Regions from separate parts of the Zea mays genome. Here region 1 is linked to region 2. Evidence: chromatin contacts called from public Hi-C data. All regions are on one chromosome and are shown on one strand. The core of a region is the stretch at or near the end of the contact, and the rest is flanking DNA. Distances in the headings are between cores, read along the strand shown.

Region 1 (3,732 bases), core at 958-3,457, 540 kb before region 2:
CCGCAGAAAACTGGGTCGGTCGTTTTCAGTTTTTTTTCACAGTGCTGATCTGGACGTGTTTATCCGGTAGGCAAAAAGAAGAAGAAGAACAAAACAAAACAAACAAAAAAAACAGGCACCTTTCAATGGATGTCGGTGCAAAAAAAAAGAAAAAGATGGCTACTCGTTCGTGTCGTGCATCAGCGTGGTGAGCCCATTTGTAGTTTGCAGCGGTGTGGCGTAGCGAGGACGTTACACGGTGGGCTGCTGCCTGCTGGGCTTTGTGGTAGCGAGTTCTCGTCCGCGATAGCGCTACCGAAGGCTCGGAATGGGCTGGGCCTCCATCTCGACTACATGGCTGGACCCCGCCCCACCCAGTAATTCAATTACTTCTTTTTTTGTTTGATTTGGTTGTGCTAGTTTGAGAACTCAATTTTTTTAAGAAAATTTCTATTTTTTCAAGAGAAAATGAACCAATTCTTCTTCAGAAAAAGGAAATCTCTTGAGAAAAATGTAGCAAGCTCACATGGCTGGAGTAACAATCATCTTCACATGAGTGAGGCATCGAAAACAAACAACCAACCCCCCAAACAAATTATCAGGATGTCTTTCAGTGCATCGTGTAAAATAGGATACGTGGCACTGTAAATGGTACCTTTTGACACTGTTTGTAGAGTGAAGTTTGAATATAGGAGAAAAGATAAGGGGTTGGGATTAGGGATGAAAACGGTCGAAAAGACATCTAAATTGATTTTGTTTGCATACTCTTTCACGGGACGAAAACGAAAGACCAATGATCGAAATACGGGATCGGGGTCATCGGTTATTCGAAAGCGATAAACTATAGCCGGAATCCATACATACATAATAAAGTGATATATTGCCTAATTTTTAAGATATTAAAATATACAAACAACTCTTCTTCATCTTCATATTATTTAGATTAATTAAAACTTTTGTTTTTCTCTTCTTCATTCACTTGAACACAACCAAAAGTATGTAACTTGCATAAATTATACGCTAGATGTATAGCATATTATATAGAAGGGTAAAAAACGGTATCATCATAACTCGAAAACGGAAAATACGAAAACAGGGGGAAAACTAGCCATATCGTTTTCGTACTGTTTCAAATCAGTTCCCGAACAATTCGAAAACGAACAAGAAAAGCGGTATTTGGAAAGGGACAGTGCAGGATTTTCGTGCCGTTTCTGGTCAGTTCCTGAACAATTCAAAAACGAACAGGAAAAACGGTATTCGGAATGGGGCGGGATTTTCCTGTCCCATTTTCATCCCTAGATGAGATAGGGGATGGGAATCTGCTGAAGATGACCTTATTGCCCCTGAAGATGAGAAAAAATATGTAAAAAGAATATTGTTCTCTCACTTGTTGAATACACCTTTTGTCATATACATTGAGTTGAAAGCATCAACTCAAGCACAAGCGGCTAAGCATGTTTAAATTACTAAGCTTTATAAATTAATATTGTTATGGTTTACATTAGGGATGCATGTGGTTATGTTTATATGAGAGATCTATTACTCTTGGCCTATTTAAAACGAATGGAGTACCATGCAATACTACAGTATTTTACGTCAAGATGTTTAATTGTATTTCTTCAAAACCATATATTCTAGATTAGGGTCCTTTTTGAAAGGGCTTCACTTCACAAATTTCATGTTTGTTCCAAGTTCTTCCATCTAAATTGGTCTAGCTTCACAAGCTATGGCTTTAAAAAAACTAGAGGTCAGGGTGCTTCAAAAATAGTTTCTATATCTCCTTATGAAGTTGCATGAGAATTACCCACCATGTCACCAATTACACAATGCATTGCTTAGGTTTTATCGTGACAACCCACTAATCATCAAAGGTAATCCAGAAAACTTACACAAATCAATTATATTACAAAAGCTAGAGTCCATGTGTAAACCAAACACATCTCGAACCCACTTCAATAATTGTTGGAGTTGTTTTATAGTAAAGCTAGAAAACTAAAACTGAAATTCTTGAAATAAAGCCCTCACAAACGTACGCTAGATACCCGTAGTTTTTATGGTTACCTTTTCTAATAAGAAAGTTAGATACCCGTAGCTTTTATGGTTAGCTTTTTCTAATAAGAAAGTTTAGAATGGTATAACTAGACAATGTTTCTCAAAACAAAGATATTGATATGGTTAAGAAACATAGTTGCCAACCATAATGAAGTGCAGGGATCACTCAGCTCAAATAGGTAGCTAGATATTATCAGCAAATAAAGCTCCATCATAATAGGTTCACAAAACGACTGTCTGATTTATCTTAGTGGCAAACGCTGGATTCAAATACAACTAGAACCATGAAAAGTGGCCTACTGAAGTGCAGGCAAGACGTTCAACTGATGGCGGACCGTGACACCATGGCAGGTTGACATCTCTCCACAGGCACACCAACGCATCCGAAGAAATGTATGTACCCACGCATGTCATCAGGTCCACAATCCATCTCGATCTGCCTACTTGGATCTCTGCCTCATCTTTCTGCGCTTCCTCTTGAGCCTCCTCATGCGCTTCTTCTTCCACTGATGATTGACACAGGAGAACGTATCGCTTTAGATAACAGGAAAAATAAAAGAACCACTTACACAATAAAATGCAAAACAGGACCGTTCTTATAAGAGAATATCTTAAGTTGACTGACAACAGAACCAGAGTGCAAAAACAAGAGTTCGTCTCGTCATACAACTTACAGATAAGTTCAAATAATAATAGAAAAACATAGACATGAATACATCTAACAGATGTGCAATAGAAGAGGACTATCTTGTACGAGAATAATGGTCAGTTAACAGAGCAACAAAATAACGACAATTCAAGAGAAAATATCTTGTCTCGCACGATTCAAAAGTCTCAACTAACTACAAAACATTATGTTTACACAAGTGTCTAGCAACATGGAAACGTTTTGTGCTTCAAGCCAAGAGGAGCTAAACGGGAGATAACGAACACCTTGAGGGATATGTGAGCGTCGTCTAGCTGACTGGTATTACTAGCCGTAACCAGCAAAGCATATTGAATGAAGACAATTGCATATTTCATCAGTTGCTGGCTAGATTTCATCGGCAGTGACTTAAGCCATCGTCCACGGGGCTCATATCAAGTGTATGCGTTAAAGAAACCTTCACCGTGGCCGGGGAAGAACCCTAGCAGACGGCGGTGGCGCCGGAAGCACGCGACGCCTCACAGTCCGCAGCGGCTGGACCGTGCGGAACCGAGCCACGGAACACGAGATACCAAGCCCGCGCGAGACGATCTGGCTCGGCTCGCGCAGGGCGGCACCTCGCGTTCCACGCAAACGATCCAGACCCGGCTGCTGCGCCGAGGGGCGCCACGCACGCACGGCGTGATCCACCGTCCCAGAAACGATTCCTCCCAGAATCGCGCCACTCGAGCCTCTCTCTTTGTAATCACAGCCCCGGGACATGGACGGACCGAGTTGGGAGCTAGCTACTCGTGGGAAGGAGTTGCTACGCCACACGGATCTAATCGACGAGATAGTGTGCGCGAGGAGTAGGAAAGCAGGGAGAATACCTTGGCCCTCATGGTCGCTTCTTCGCGTGCTAACCTCGATGCGTCTCCTCCTGCGGCGTCGGCGGCGGTTCCCGATGTGGGGAGGGGATTGGGAGGACGGCGGCGGCTGACGGTATATATAGGTGAGGGGGAATGCGGAACCCTAGTAGGACTTCTCAGGTGGAGTCGACAACGTGGTGGGCTTGG
Region 2 (3,940 bases), core at 1,259-3,758:
CATCCCTCTTGTCTGATGAGGACGATCAACATCCCACGCTAGCGCATCAGTTTCAATGTAATGTGCCACATGAGCAAAACCACCTCCTGGTTATTTTGATGGTTCAAATATTTCGGGATGCTCAATACCTGGCTCATAGTTAAGGGGGTTAAGTAGACAAACAACACAAGGTTATCCACTTAACTGACAGCTAATGCTATTGAGTGTTGAGCTGGTTCCTCCAATTATTATGTCATCTGTTAAAAAGAAACTCTCACCAGATAGTCAATTCTTAATAGTATAAAATTGTCTGTATAGATCTGTACAGGGAATTCTGTTATCCGAATGCTTTAATAACATTGTAGCTTATCAGGTTCCTTATGTGCTACCACAAAAGTTTGTCATCAGAGCAACATCCTAGGAACCACAACAGTTAGCATAATCCGGTCTTTGCATGCAGGACTCCCAGCGAACTCCACAAATGGATCAAAATGCTTCTCGACTCATACCATCTCAACAAGGAGGAGACGGATTTTATGGATGCGAGAAAGATGAGCGACCCGGTGATCATCCAAAGGCTAACCTTGCTGAAGGAGATGATCGAGGAAGAATACATGAAGCGGTATATACATCCTGAGGAGGAAGAAGAACCCATGGACGACAGCTAGCACCAGAATGCTCTGAGCGAAGCGAGCCTGTATGTGTAACGCCGACTCGGAACAAACGGTGAAGATTTAGAAGGGACATTCTAATCGCTGCCAACGTTGACGATCCATATAAGTAGTAGATAGCCGATGCCCTGCTCCTTTTTTTTACGAGGCGATGGATGGTAAATTTGTAGCATGGCAATGGCATCATCAGGAATGGTACTTTCTGTTACATGTGTAAAGCTCAGGATTTGTTTTGTTCTTAGGTTCGCAATTTTAAAGATGACACGTTTAATTCTGGAGTCTCTGATTTGGACAATCCTAAGAAAATGGTTCTTTCAGAGTATAAAGTGCCTACCAGTGAAGACATAGCTTACATGTATGTTGGATTGATGATGGTGCAAAACTTGAGAACTTCCCGCAGAAGTCACAACATGAAGCCACCTTTTCATACTTTTTATTGCCTCAATCTCTTGTTTCGCTCAACACTTTTTTCCGTAAGGAGTGCGTTGGATTTGTGTCACTTTAGACCTTGTTTCTCTCTTCTTAATATATATCTGAAATGCAGTTCTCTCGCGTTTTTCGAGGAAAAAAAGATAGTACTTCTATTCAGTCACACCTCAAGCTTGCTCTTGATTGTTTCGGTCCAAGTGATGAGGGATTTTTCATGACTGATATTTGATTTGGACTGGAATATCGGAATGCAGGAATCATCAAAAGAGCATCGTTCATGCACCATACATTACGAATATGATTGAGCATGTTTGGTCACAAGAGTAACATGGTTTTTTAGGCATCAATACATTGATTGGGATGATTGCATTGCTCTAAGTGGTGAACCCTTCATCCAAGCTTTAACTATGCTAGCTCCTAAGGGTTGTAAGACCATTATGTGCTTCAAGTATGATTGAACGATGAGGTGATAGTTCAATTCTATGCAACTCTTTGGATTTTCTCATGAAAACTCATCTAAGCCAATTCCTCCTGAATTTCTCGACTGAGGGCAAGAACTATTAAGCCAATGCAACTTATGTCACCATATCTTCTTTAATTCTTCAACATATGCTCAAATGTAACTTTAGGTGTTGTAGCACCTCTCAATTTTGTTGTTCAAATTCTCCACTTGTTTTTGAGTTCATTATTCTCCTTCAAAAAGGTTAGTCTTACATAACATAGAAAAAGAACAAACATCTATCTGTGAAGAATGAGACATCTATTAAATCATCACAAGAGGTGGATAAGTGCTTCTTTCCTACATCATAAGGGTCAAATTGATCACCTAACCCAAATGATGAGATTGAACTAGTTTTAGATTTTTTCCATTAGAAATGTGATAAACATGTCATTTTGGCAAGTTCTTATGAGCAACCCTAAACTCTATGAATCAATTTCAGCTCTTCAGGTGAACAAGTAATAATATAGAGTAGACATTTTTTATTCATATGAATACTTTAGCAATGAGTTTTTTCTATTTTAATTGTTTTATCCCTCTCATTTTCTAAAGTAATGTTCATGCTAGCTAGTCTATCTATAAGCTAGTCATGCTTGAATAACACGGTCTTTTTATGATAAAATATTCAGGATCAGAGCTTAGATGAACTCAGAAGCCTGCTTATCTAGTTATCTTACGTGCAGTTTCGTCAAGACTCTCAAGTTTCAAAGCACTTGACTGGAGATTAGAGAAGCAAGCAATCAAGCTTCGAGCAAGTATAAGCACTCCATCACTGCCGCGCCGTGGGCCCGTGGCCAGAAGACCGTTGCTGCCAGGTGGGCCCGGGATAGGAGTGAGTGCGCCCCCACCCCAACCCACTTGACTTCGCAAACCCAGGCACGCGGCACAGCAGGCAGGCAGGAACCCACTTCACACCTGGGTGGCTGGGTCTGGCTGGTTCCTTCCTTCCCGCTTCCCTCGTCAACCAAATCAACTCGTGAGGTCTCCTCCCCATCGCCACACCCACGCGCCGCGCACCGCCCGCCCGCTCGCCCCGCCTCCGATCCCTAATCAATCGGCCTGACCCTAGCCCGCCGCCGGCCGCCCACGCCCGCCCGCCTCGGCTCGTCTCAAATCGGGCGCCCCAGGGGAGCGAGGCCTCGATCGCGGCGGACCCCGATGCTCCGCATTCCGGCCCCTCCGGCGACGTCGGCGGCAGCGGAGGCATGATCCGGTGGGGACTCGGCGGACCTGCCAGCCATGGACGCCACCGCACGCCCGGCCATCGTCATCGACAACGGCACAGGGTAACCCCGATCCCTCCCCCTCTCTTCCTCAGCATTTCGCTGGCGCCACTACTGCTTTTATCGCCGCGCGATCCCCCCGTATGCTCGGTGGTTCTCGCCGGGCTTTCGGCCATGCGCGCGCGGTTGGCTCCTGAAATGGGTGCCCGTGCCAGGGGATGGGGCCCGTGGCTTGGTTTGTGGTCGGACATTCTCGTTGTACAGTTTGGAGGCACTGGTTAGGTTAGGACAACTCCATGTGGAAGTCTGGATCGTCGGCTGAGATTGGGAGACAGTACCCAATCCAAGCTGCCTGTTCTGCTCTTTTTGGTTGTGCTGTCGTGCAGTCGGGATAAATCCGTGCAGGTGCAGTGTAAGGGGAAGAGTTAGGGATTGCTTTGTAATGTGGAGACTGGAGAGAGGTCAGAGAACCTTTATTTTAGTCTGGACTGCTACTCAGTTTCTCTCCAAGTAAAATGTGAAACTCTCTCTCTGTCCTGCTTCTGCTGTACTTTATGGTGCATATCTATCTTCAACGCAGATTCCACGGTGACTTTTTATTTTCTTTTTTACTCTCAAGATAAGGCATAAGTATTCAATGCTGGGTCTATTCACATCTTGGGGGTTTGTTTCAGTTTTTTTTCCAGCTTTTGGCCGTCAGAAGATCTGCCGAACGTCTAGCTTTTCAGCCCGCTTCTATGAAAACCGCTTTGGTGAAAACCACCTAAAATCGATGTGAACACATAATCAGATGAGTCGTCATGATAGTAGGAATCCGTCACTTTATAGATCCTAAACCCTATGAACCCTTTCATCTTTTTCCGCACGTAACCTTCACGATAGTCGGATTCTCCCCACAGCCAGATTCTCAGAAAAGTTCGTCAGAAAAAAACTGAACCAAACACCCCCATCATTGTCATGTGATCATGTCAAGATTCCACATTTTTCTATGAGCAACTTACAAAGTCGAACAGATCCTAAAGTAATAGCTGCCACACAATGGGTCTTCTTATAGGATATAAACAGTTTCCATTGATCTGAATTGCTTTGATTTCTCTGCTTCTAGTTTGTTTTCCTGATAGCATGACTTACAGCTTTCC

Evidence for each region. Hi-C and Micro-C count contacts between places; a contact is called where the count stands out from the background.
Region 1: a Hi-C map of ear shows a contact between it and region 2, with 2.3 times the contacts expected there. The contact joins the promoter of LOC118472154 here to the promoter of LOC100281262 in region 2. A contact is called at or near these places in 2 of 25 Hi-C or Micro-C datasets (ear and tassel).

The regions. Positions count from the first base shown.
Region 1 is chr6:14,300,377-14,304,108 of Zm-B73-REFERENCE-NAM-5.0, reverse strand. LOC118472154 reads left to right here and starts at 2,207. Exons shown (of 1, transcript XM_035959868.1): 1 at 2,207-3,614. The coding sequence starts at 3,032. The coding sequence ends at 3,529. LOC100192796 (a long non-coding RNA gene) reads right to left here and starts at 3,636. Exons shown (of 2, transcript NR_160031.1): 1 at 3,547-3,636; 2 at 2,200-2,537.
Region 2 is chr6:13,760,598-13,764,537 of Zm-B73-REFERENCE-NAM-5.0, reverse strand. It overlaps LOC100281262, which reads left to right and starts at 2,508. Exons shown (of 9, transcript NM_001154181.2): 1 at 2,508-2,864. The coding sequence starts at 2,818. It overlaps LOC100277146, which reads left to right. Exons shown (of 6, transcript NM_001150797.2): 6 at 440-976. The coding sequence ends at 647.